Regions from separate parts of the Muntiacus reevesi genome. Here region 1 is linked to region 2. The links are chromatin contacts, called in public Hi-C maps. All regions are on one chromosome and are shown on one strand. The core of a region is the stretch at or near the end of the contact, and the rest is flanking DNA. Distances in the headings are between cores, read along the strand shown. Region 1 holds the start of COPS4 (COP9 signalosome subunit 4). Region 2 holds the start of ABRAXAS1 (abraxas 1, BRCA1 A complex subunit).

What was found. A called contact is a pair of places that touch in the nucleus more often than the background predicts.
Region 1: a Hi-C map of blood shows a contact between it and region 2, with 5 times the contacts expected there. The contact joins the promoter of COPS4 here to the promoter of ABRAXAS1 in region 2. A contact is called at or near these places in 2 of 3 Hi-C or Micro-C datasets (blood and muscle).

The regions. Positions count from the first base shown.
Region 1 is chr22:18,612,739-18,617,279 of mMunRee1.1, forward strand. It overlaps COPS4 (COP9 signalosome subunit 4), which reads right to left and starts at 1,505. Exons shown (of 9, transcript XM_065914358.1): 1 at 1,333-1,505. The coding sequence starts at 1,406.
Region 2 is chr22:18,213,343-18,218,073 of mMunRee1.1, forward strand. ABRAXAS1 (abraxas 1, BRCA1 A complex subunit) reads left to right here and starts at 1,943. Exons shown (of 10, transcript XR_010660306.1): 1 at 1,943-2,063.

The DNA.
Region 1 (4,541 bases), core at 255-2,754, 400 kb after region 2:
AAAAAAATATAAGCAAGTTTTACTTTCATCCAAATCTATCAAAATTACATGCAAAAAGAATTAAGCAGTGAGACATATTCAATTTATTTCCAACCCAGGGATTAAGTCAATATGTACTTATCAGCTTCTTAATAATAGTAACAGTAAGGAGGACAATCCTGTGGCTCTTTCTAAGTGCCAGGTACTGTTCTAGGTGCATATACACACTCTATTCATTTTGTCCTCAGACAGATTATCTTATAATTATCCCATCTTCCTGAGAGGGAAATTGCCCCGCAAAGTAGTTAAGCCCAAGAGCACTGCTAAATTTCCCACTGATATACTGGATTACGTTTACTAGCAGACAAAACGCATTACAGCCTACATAAAACAAAGTCAATGTTTCAATGGCCAGGTTAAAACAGGTGTAGCCTGTTGAAACGGAGCAAGGTGATCTTAGCTGTCAAATGTAAATAAGATCAACTTGAGAAGCACATTTTAAACAGAATTCATGTTCATTACAAAAAAAAATAGTGCTGTGAAATCTACAAAGAGGAAACAGACTATCTATCTCCCTATCTATCTATCTATCTGTCTAGATGTAATTAACACTGTTGAATAACTGACTGCAGGGCAGGCACAAATCACAAATTTAAGCTGGAGTGGACCTAACCCTTCTACATAAATTCCGACAAAATTTCTAATCATCTGTTTAAAATTCTGCAAACATCACTCCTCTAGACATCCTGACCCACGTTGTGGTGACATTCCTCCATGCCCTTCTTCAGAGCTGGTGGCGGGGAGAGACAGTACCCAAAACACAACCCACAGAAGATGGTTCAAGTAGTTCTGGACGACATGATAGCGGCCATACCTCCTCAGCCCCCGTCAGCCTCAAGAAGCCATCTCCCCGGAAAACTCTGCACCAAGGTTCCGGAATATAAATGGCCCTCAGTCAAAGAGAAAAAACGGGCGGAGCAGAGGCAAACAGAGGCCAGAATTCGGTGTGAGAGGCCAGCCAGCGATGGGAAGGGGCACCAGAGAAGGCTTAGAAGGCCATGGGAGCAGTCGTCCCACAGACCGCGCTTCTAGAATCTTAAGAGAACGTAAAGGATGCCATCAAGGGCTGAAAAAGTTGACAGCCACTTCAGATCTAAGGTCCTGAGCGCTCCCTGCACAAGGTCCCCTCCAGTTTTCTGCTGCTCCCAGCATCTGCCTCCACGACCGACCTCAGGCCCGCCCCCTTGGTCTTCAGGCCCGCTCCTAGCTTCACATCCGAAAGCCGCCGTCAATCCAAGGAGAACAAGTCTCTGGCTTGCCTCTCCACCTCCCAGGCCCCCAGGAAATACTCACTTGCCCGCCAGATCTTTATGAGAGCCGCTCGAATTCATGAGCTGGGCCAAATCCTGCCGCACGGCTGCCGCCATCTTTCTCCCAGCTCGGCGGAGGCTGCTGGGCCTCTCGCGGCCGAAAGAAACCGAGTGTAGTCCTCCAGAGTGCGGCTAGAGGGAACCCGAGATGCCACAGAGTAGCGCCTGTGTAGGCCAGAACGCCGAGTGTGGGCGCCTGCGTTAGGCCCGCCCCCAGGGTTGATTGACGCGAAGCTCCACTCCTCAAATCCTAGGCCCGCCCGGGCTTCTCTTACAGGCTCGGGCTCGCGCGCTCCCACTCCGGATTGGCGGATGAACTCCAAGGGACTGTGTCGCTTGTGCAACCCCAGTAAGTGCCCGATTCGCAAAACTTCGGGGTTTTCGTCAAGTTCCGTGTCTCCTGTCGTAGTTTACCATCCCTTGTTCTTTAAGGCTGCACTCCAACTACCCGTGGTAAAGAACGAGTTATTTTTGTTTACAATTTACCACAAGACCGGTACTTTTGTAAACTACAGTGAAAAATGTCCCCGTTCCCTTCCCACTCTGCGTCTGTATATAGATTGATCATACATCCCAGTTTGTCTAGGACAGTGCCATTTTCCATCTGTCGTCCTGGAATAATTGTTAATAACATGCCCTTTCACTCTGGAAACTGCTCCATTTGGATGATCGCCTTACCTTGATCCGTAATTGTATTTATGTATTTATATAGGCGTGCAAATTTCTACAGTCTTACCTACAAAGGATGTTAGACTTTTGAATTTTTGCCACTTTATATGTGAAAAAGAACATGTTCTCTGGAGAAGGGGAAAGAAAAGAAGTCTAGAACAAGGAAATCCTTTGAGAAAGTAATGTGGCGATTTGTTGTCTTTATTATTCTAGTTCCGTCGCTAAGTCGTGTCCAAATCTTTACGACCCCATGGACTGCAGCAAGCCAGGCTTTCCTGTCCTTCGCTCTCAGTTCAGATGTCCCTCCATAGTTAAAAACTTGGTGAGATCTCCATGCCTGGCAACTGTGAGTCTGGATATTTAGTTTCCTTTTGCCTGGGTCAAAGGAAAGGATGGTTTTGGAGAGTCAACCAGCAGTCTCCATTGCCATTTGTCCCTCTAATCAAAATACATTATCTCTGTGTATCCTTCTTACCGTAGGACACGCAACCCTAAAGAAGAGAGTTCAAGTTCCCACTCAGTTCCTGTATCAGCCTAAAATCCAGGATGTCTGATAATGTACAACCCTCTCCAAAAGTTTGGATGTAATTGTTCATGGCCCAAACATATATACACTATAGAACAAATTATCTGTCTCAGGCCCAAATATGTAATACAAATCAATAGAGGAGCAAGGACAGAAGGAATAGGATAACTGCAGTTCCAAAAAAGAGTGGGAAACACAGTAGTTACTTGTCCACAGCAATGGTAGAATCCTGCCCAGGAATTATGAACACCCACTGCAGTTGTTACACCTGCATGGTGGTCAGACACCATGGTTAGTACTGCATTTTAAGAGGATAATTACACTGTTCATTGTATTCAGTGGGCCCCATCTTTGCCTTCTGAATACAAGTTAACTGGATGTTGGAGGGTATTCCCTCTCTAGGGGAACGCTTTAGGACTTGAACAGTTGAGGGCATTTGTAGACCAGGGTTTTGAAGTGGGATTTTTTTTAACATAATTTCATGGAATATTCAGTAAACTCTGCTTCCTTTACAGACAGTTTCATGTGCTAATAAACATACTCAAAGTTGTTTTTGAAGTGAAGTGTTAATTGCTCAGTCATGTCCAGCTCTTTGCAATCCCATGGACTGTAGCCCACCAGGCTCCTCTGTTCTCCTCTCTAGGCAAGAATACTGGAGTGGGTTGCCATTTCCTCCTCCAAGGGATCTTCCCGACTCAGGGATTGAACCCAGGTCTCTTGCATTGTAGGCAAATTCTTTAATGTCTGAGCCACCAGGGAAGCTCCTAAAGTTTTTTTTTTTTAAAGTAGTCATTAAATCTGCCCTATATCCTGACTTCCATATGCAACCCATTCTTAACATCTTAATGATGGCATCCTTGAAATCATCTGAAAGAATAAGCTTAAGTAGAAGAGAACTCTATTAGTTTGATTTTTGCTTCAGTGTATCTTTCCTTTCTGTTGTTTTTTATTTATGTGTGTTTGCAAAAAAAAAAAAAAAAATCACATTGGGCTCTGAGAAATCTCTAAGCCAAGTTTTCTCTCCTGTAATTTAGGGTTACACAAGCTGTCAACTTTTTCAACTTAGTGAAGTTCCAGAATTTCCAGACATTCTGTTCTCTGTCTAGCCTAACTTCAAGCTTTACATGTAGTACCTTATGCGTGCATGCTCAGTTACCCCTGACTCTTTGCGGCCCCATGGGCTGTAGCTCTCCAGGCTCCTCTGCCCATGGAATTTTCCAGGCAAGAAATACTGGAGTGGGGTGCCATTTACTACTCTAGGGGATCTTGGTAACCCAGTGATTGAACCTGAATCTCGTGTCTCCTGCACTGGCAGGCAAATTCTTTCCCACTAGTGCCACCTGGGAAACTCTTGTAATACCTTGCTGAAAAGTAAAAGCAGCAGCCACATACATAAAGTGGCTCTTTTTCAAGATATCTCCACTAGACCTACAAGCTAGAGAGGGAGGTTCTCTGCCTTTCTAGTTATTGTAGGCAGCAGTTCTACTAAAACTTTTTGATGTGACAAAACCTCCCTTTTCCAAACTATTATGCATGCTCAACTTCTAAGAGAATACTACATAGTTTTAGGTTTGGTTATAGCAGTGAGAAGAACAAACCTGGATGGCACTGAGAACTTTTTCCCTCCCTCGTTTCAATTGCTTAACAGGAATCTAGCTGGGCAACTCTGAGTTATGGGAAGTGCACAAATCCTAGTTCTTCTAGCTAGGTGAAACCTTGGGTCCCAGTTCCAACTTAAAGTGAGTGAAGTCGCTCCGTCATGTCCGACTCTTTGCGACCCCATGGACTAATGTAGCCCACCAGGCTCCTCCATCCATGGGATTCTCCAGGCAAGAATACTGGAGTAGGTTGCCATTTCCTTCTCCAGGGGTTCTTCCCGACCCAGGGATCGAACCCAGGTCAGCTACTAAGTCAAAATTGTCATGTTGACCAAACTCCTCTAGTAACTGTTGCACATTAAATTTGAGTAGCACTGCTTTAGCAGATGTCACCACTAG
Region 2 (4,731 bases), core at 693-3,192:
TGACCCAGGGATCAAATCAGGTCTCTTGTGTCTCCTGCATTGGCAGCTGGATTCTTTACCACTAGCACCACCTTAGAAACCTGTGCATCTTCTTTACAGAAAAGTCTACTCAAATCCTTTGCTAATTTTTTTCTGCTGTCATTGAATATATATTCAATATATATTACATATATTCTTTATATATATTCTGGATATTAATCCCTTATCAGATACATGATTCACAAATACTTCTCTTTTCTGTAGGTTGCCTTTTCACTCTCCTGATAATGTCGTTTGATGGACAAAAGTTTTTAATAAAATTCATCTTTTTTTTCCCTTTGGTGTTACACACAAAAAAATCATGGCCAAATCCACTGTCATGAAGATTCCCCCCATGTTTTCTTCTAAGAATGCTAGTTTTAGGTCTTTCATTTAGGTATTTCATTCCTTTTGAGCCAATTGTTGTATATGGCATAAAGTAAGGGTTTAATTACATTCTTTTGCATTTATTGAAAAACCTGTCCCTCCCCAATGAATTGTCTTGGCAATCATGTCAAAAATCATTCACTCTTGTATGTGAGGGTTTACTTTCAATGTCTTGGACAAACTTTAAAAAAAAGTTTTTAATCCTTTAGATCATTACTACCTATAAAATACAACTTAAGTGAAAATCTTTTTGTATTAACAGTGACTTTGCTGAGACAACAGCAAAAACTTAATTTTAGAGAAAAAACATAACTTCTAATGCTGTACATGTCTTCACTATGTTAGTCAAATATGGCTGCTACACAACAAAACCCAGAAACAAGCAATATTAATTTAATTCAGTAGTCTGATATATAGCTAGCTTTCATTTAAAAACCATAGCTTTATATATCATGTGTGGAAAATTGTTAATTCATAATCTTCCTATTCCCCTTGAAGACAAGTTAAAATTTTACATAATCTCCTGCTCAATCTTCCTCTGTAACTCAGCTTGCTCCTTGCAAAGTCTGGATCACATAGGTCATATAGTCTCAGAAAGTGGGGACTTACAATACTAGGAACTGGAGCTTATCTCGGTCATCCTTGTCCTGCTCTTTGCAATTGTCCAGCCCCTGCAAACCTGCTTAATCATGCCTGTCCATGTAAAGGTCAGGCAGCCCCCTCCCCATCTTGACCACCGTTTCCGTGTGTGCAAAACCCCTTAGTTTAAACCAGCCTATTAGCAGCTAGTGTTGCCCACTATAGTTTGTGTATAAAAGCTCTGTAACCCCTTTGTTCCGGGCTCAGAGCTTGGAGCGTTAACTCCTCTGGGCCCGCTGGCGTAATCAACCTGAGTTCTCCAGCTCTCTGACTCTGGGGCTTGGTTTCTCGATTACTGGTTTCTGTAGCACCCTTATCAAATGATCATCAGTATGTCTGTAACTATCATTAACTTGTCAGAACAAGGTTAAACAGTCTGTATATTCTTTGAATTGAGTTCTCAATTTTCTAAAAGCGAACACTCAGAGAAATCCATCTCCCTCCCTCACTCCACGAGATGAAACATCACTAGAGAGTTCTAGAAGAGACATTCTCTGACATTGTCATTAGTATTCTAGAAGTTTCAAATGGTAAAGCGTAGCATCTGACACTGTGAAAGCTCCAAACGTGGCATTTCCATTGTGTTATTATGCCACTAGGCAATGCTTCTATTCTGTCAGCTGTTTTCATTTCCCATACTTTCGCATCTATGCCAGGGCCCCTCAGAAGCAGTTAGCTGCTAAGGCGCTATTCCTGGCCCTGGACAGAGCAGTTGCCCAACACCCAGAAAGACGGACCTGAGCACCAGTTACAACCTCTTCACCGCGGCATCCCCACCAGAGGGCGCCCAAGCCTCGCCCGCCGGCCCGCGACCCCGCGGAGCGCGCCGTGGCCACTGCGCAGGCGCAGACCCGCCTCCTCGGGCGACTCCGCCTCCTCACTCGGCCCCGCCCACGCCCCGCCCCCTGGAGTCGCGCGGCGGCGACGGAAGCATGGAGGGCGAGAGCACGTCGGCGGTGCTCTCCGGATTTGTGCTCGGCGCGCTCGCCTTCCAGCACCTCAACACCGACTCGGACACGGTGAGCCGAGGGCGGGGGCGGGATGCGGCGTCGCCTCGGAAGGCCCCCCCCAGCCCCCGCGCTTGGGCGACGTCCGGGCCGCCGCTGCTCGGGGCCGGCCCGTGGGCTCCCCGCCGCCGCCGCCCGGGCTCTCCGCCGTCGGCGCTGCCTTCTCTCGCTCCCGGGCGGTCCTAGAGGTGCCTTCTCCAGGTTCAGCGCCCCTCTTGGAACCAGCGCTTGCGTTCCCGTGCCTCGCACGCCCCCGTGTCTCTCGGCAGTCCCCCTTTTCTGGTCGAACTCGGTCGTGAAGGAATAGAAAGTTCACACAGCGTTCCCGCCGCGGCTGGGAACGTTGCGGGTTAACTTGCTCCTCGCTCCCGACCGTGGTTTTCGCAGACAACTCGGTGTTTCCCTTGCGGGGCCGCAGTTGGGCACGTTTGCTCACATGGATGGCTCGTAAAGGAAAGATGGATGATGCCACCGGTGGCTGTTTTGGCGTCAGTCTTAGTACGCGGAAAAGATCTGTATCGGGTATCTGACTTTTGTTTGCATTGTTGTCAAATTTATTAAGCTATGGCCTCGGCTTTCGCTTTTGTAAGCGTACATTTAAGTACATTTAAGCGTACATTTAAGCTATGGCTTCAGCTTTCGCTTTTATAAGCGTACATTTAAGTACATTTGAGCGTACATTTAAGTACAGCCTCCAATATGAAATATTTAAATCCTGATTTCACACTTTTGCCTAGGTTCAAGACCTTCTAGATAAAGTTAAGTAATAAAGTAGTTTTTGTTTTTTTAATTGAGCCTATTTTTAAAACTTTTTATTTATGGAACTAAAAACCAGTGTAAAACTTGGAGCCGGAGGAGTAGTGTCAGAGAGAGGAAGTGCTTTGTGTTAGTCGTTCAGTCGTGTCCGACTTTTTGCGACCCTATGGGCTGTACAGCTTGCCAGGCTCCTCTGTCCTTGGTATTCTCCAGGCAAGAATACTGGATTGCCATTCCCTTCTCCAGGGGATCTTCCTAAACCCAGGAATCAAACCTAGGCCTCCTGCATTGCAGGCAGGTTCTTGGCCGTCTGAGCCAAAGAAAGGAAGTGCTTAGTAACTTGCTAAGAGGGTTTAGGGAATATCTATACCAAACCTCATGATTTCTGCTAAATGTTGTGACTTTCATTTTGTAATAAAGGCTTGTCTTTTCCAAAACAGTATTTTGGCGCAGTTCTAATAAGGTTGGAATTGATAGTTTTTGTGTATGCAAATTTAAATTACATTGTAGCTTAACACCTAGCCTAGAGCAAATATATGATGATTTAAAATGCCTGTAGTTGTGGAAATTATCTTCGACTATCTTAGTGTAAATATAAACAAGAATGGGTTTAATCCTATGTAGCTTAAAGGATTAGCACTTGCAAAGTACCATACTGTTAGGGCTTTGCTTCTCAGATCTTTCTCCTAAAGCCTTTAAAAGGTGGTTTTCTGGGTAGTTGTATTGTCTTCTGTTGTCTCTTTTCCAGGGGTTTGTCTAGAACACTATAGAGTTCTGGACTGTTCCCGTTTGATTCTAATGAAGACTCACATTGTGGAAACATTGCTTTGTGTTCTTCTTCTAATGAATTTTTAAAAGTAGTCTTAACTAATTATAAAGGTTAAAAATTCATTGTCAAGCACATTGGGTCTCTAAGTGTACCAAGAGAAATAATTGAATTCTTTGAAATTCACAGAAGTCACTGCTGTTGTGGCAAGATGCCTACATCTTAAAAAGAACCAGGCTCCTCTTTTATAAAGCAGACTCTGATATTGATTTCCAGATCATTAATAATGAGCACAGTTCTTAATCTAAAAAGCCCATCTTGTGTCATTTCATAGCACAGAAGCCATCACTGACTCTCAGAAGCCCGTGCCATTGATGGTCGGGCTAGTCATTTGGGATGGTCAGTTATTGGCACTGTTCCTTCTACCTATGATTTTCTTACAGATGGGTGGTGGGTCAGTGGATAAGTTGTGTCCAACTCTTGTGACCCCATGGACTGTAGCCTGCCCAGCTCCTCTGTCCATGGGATTTCCCAGGCACGAATACTGGAGCCAGTTGCCATTTTCCTTCTCCAGGGAATCTTCCCAACCCAGGGATTGAACCCGTGTCTCCGGTATTGGCAGGCAGACTCTTTGTAAACTTTCCTTACAAATGTAGCTTCCCTGGTGGCTCAGCCGGTAAAGAATCCACCTGCAATGTGGCAGATCTGGGTTTGATCCTTAGGGTGGGAAGATCTCCTGGAGAAGGGAACAGCTCCCCACTTCAGTATCCTGGGCGGAAGAATTCAGACAGAGGAGCCTGGTGGGCTACAGTCCATGGGGTCGCAAAGTGTCAGACGCAACTGGTCAGGACGCAGCTGAGCGACTTTCGCTTACAAATGGGAGTCTTTTCTAAGGCTAACTATGCTGCTCTTCCTTCCTCAAACATTGTGCTCTCATTTCTGGCTTTAAGCCTTTTGTGCTTCCAAGAGTGCTTAAGTCACAGTAGTCTTTAGTCTCTTCTAACCATGTATGGGCTTCCCTGGCGGCTCAGACGTCAAAGCGTCTGCCTGCAGTGCAGGAGACCGGGTTCCATCCCTGGGTTGGGAAAATCCCCTGGAGAAGGGAATGGTAACCCACTCCAGCACTCTTGCCTGGAAAATTCCATGGACTGAGGAGCC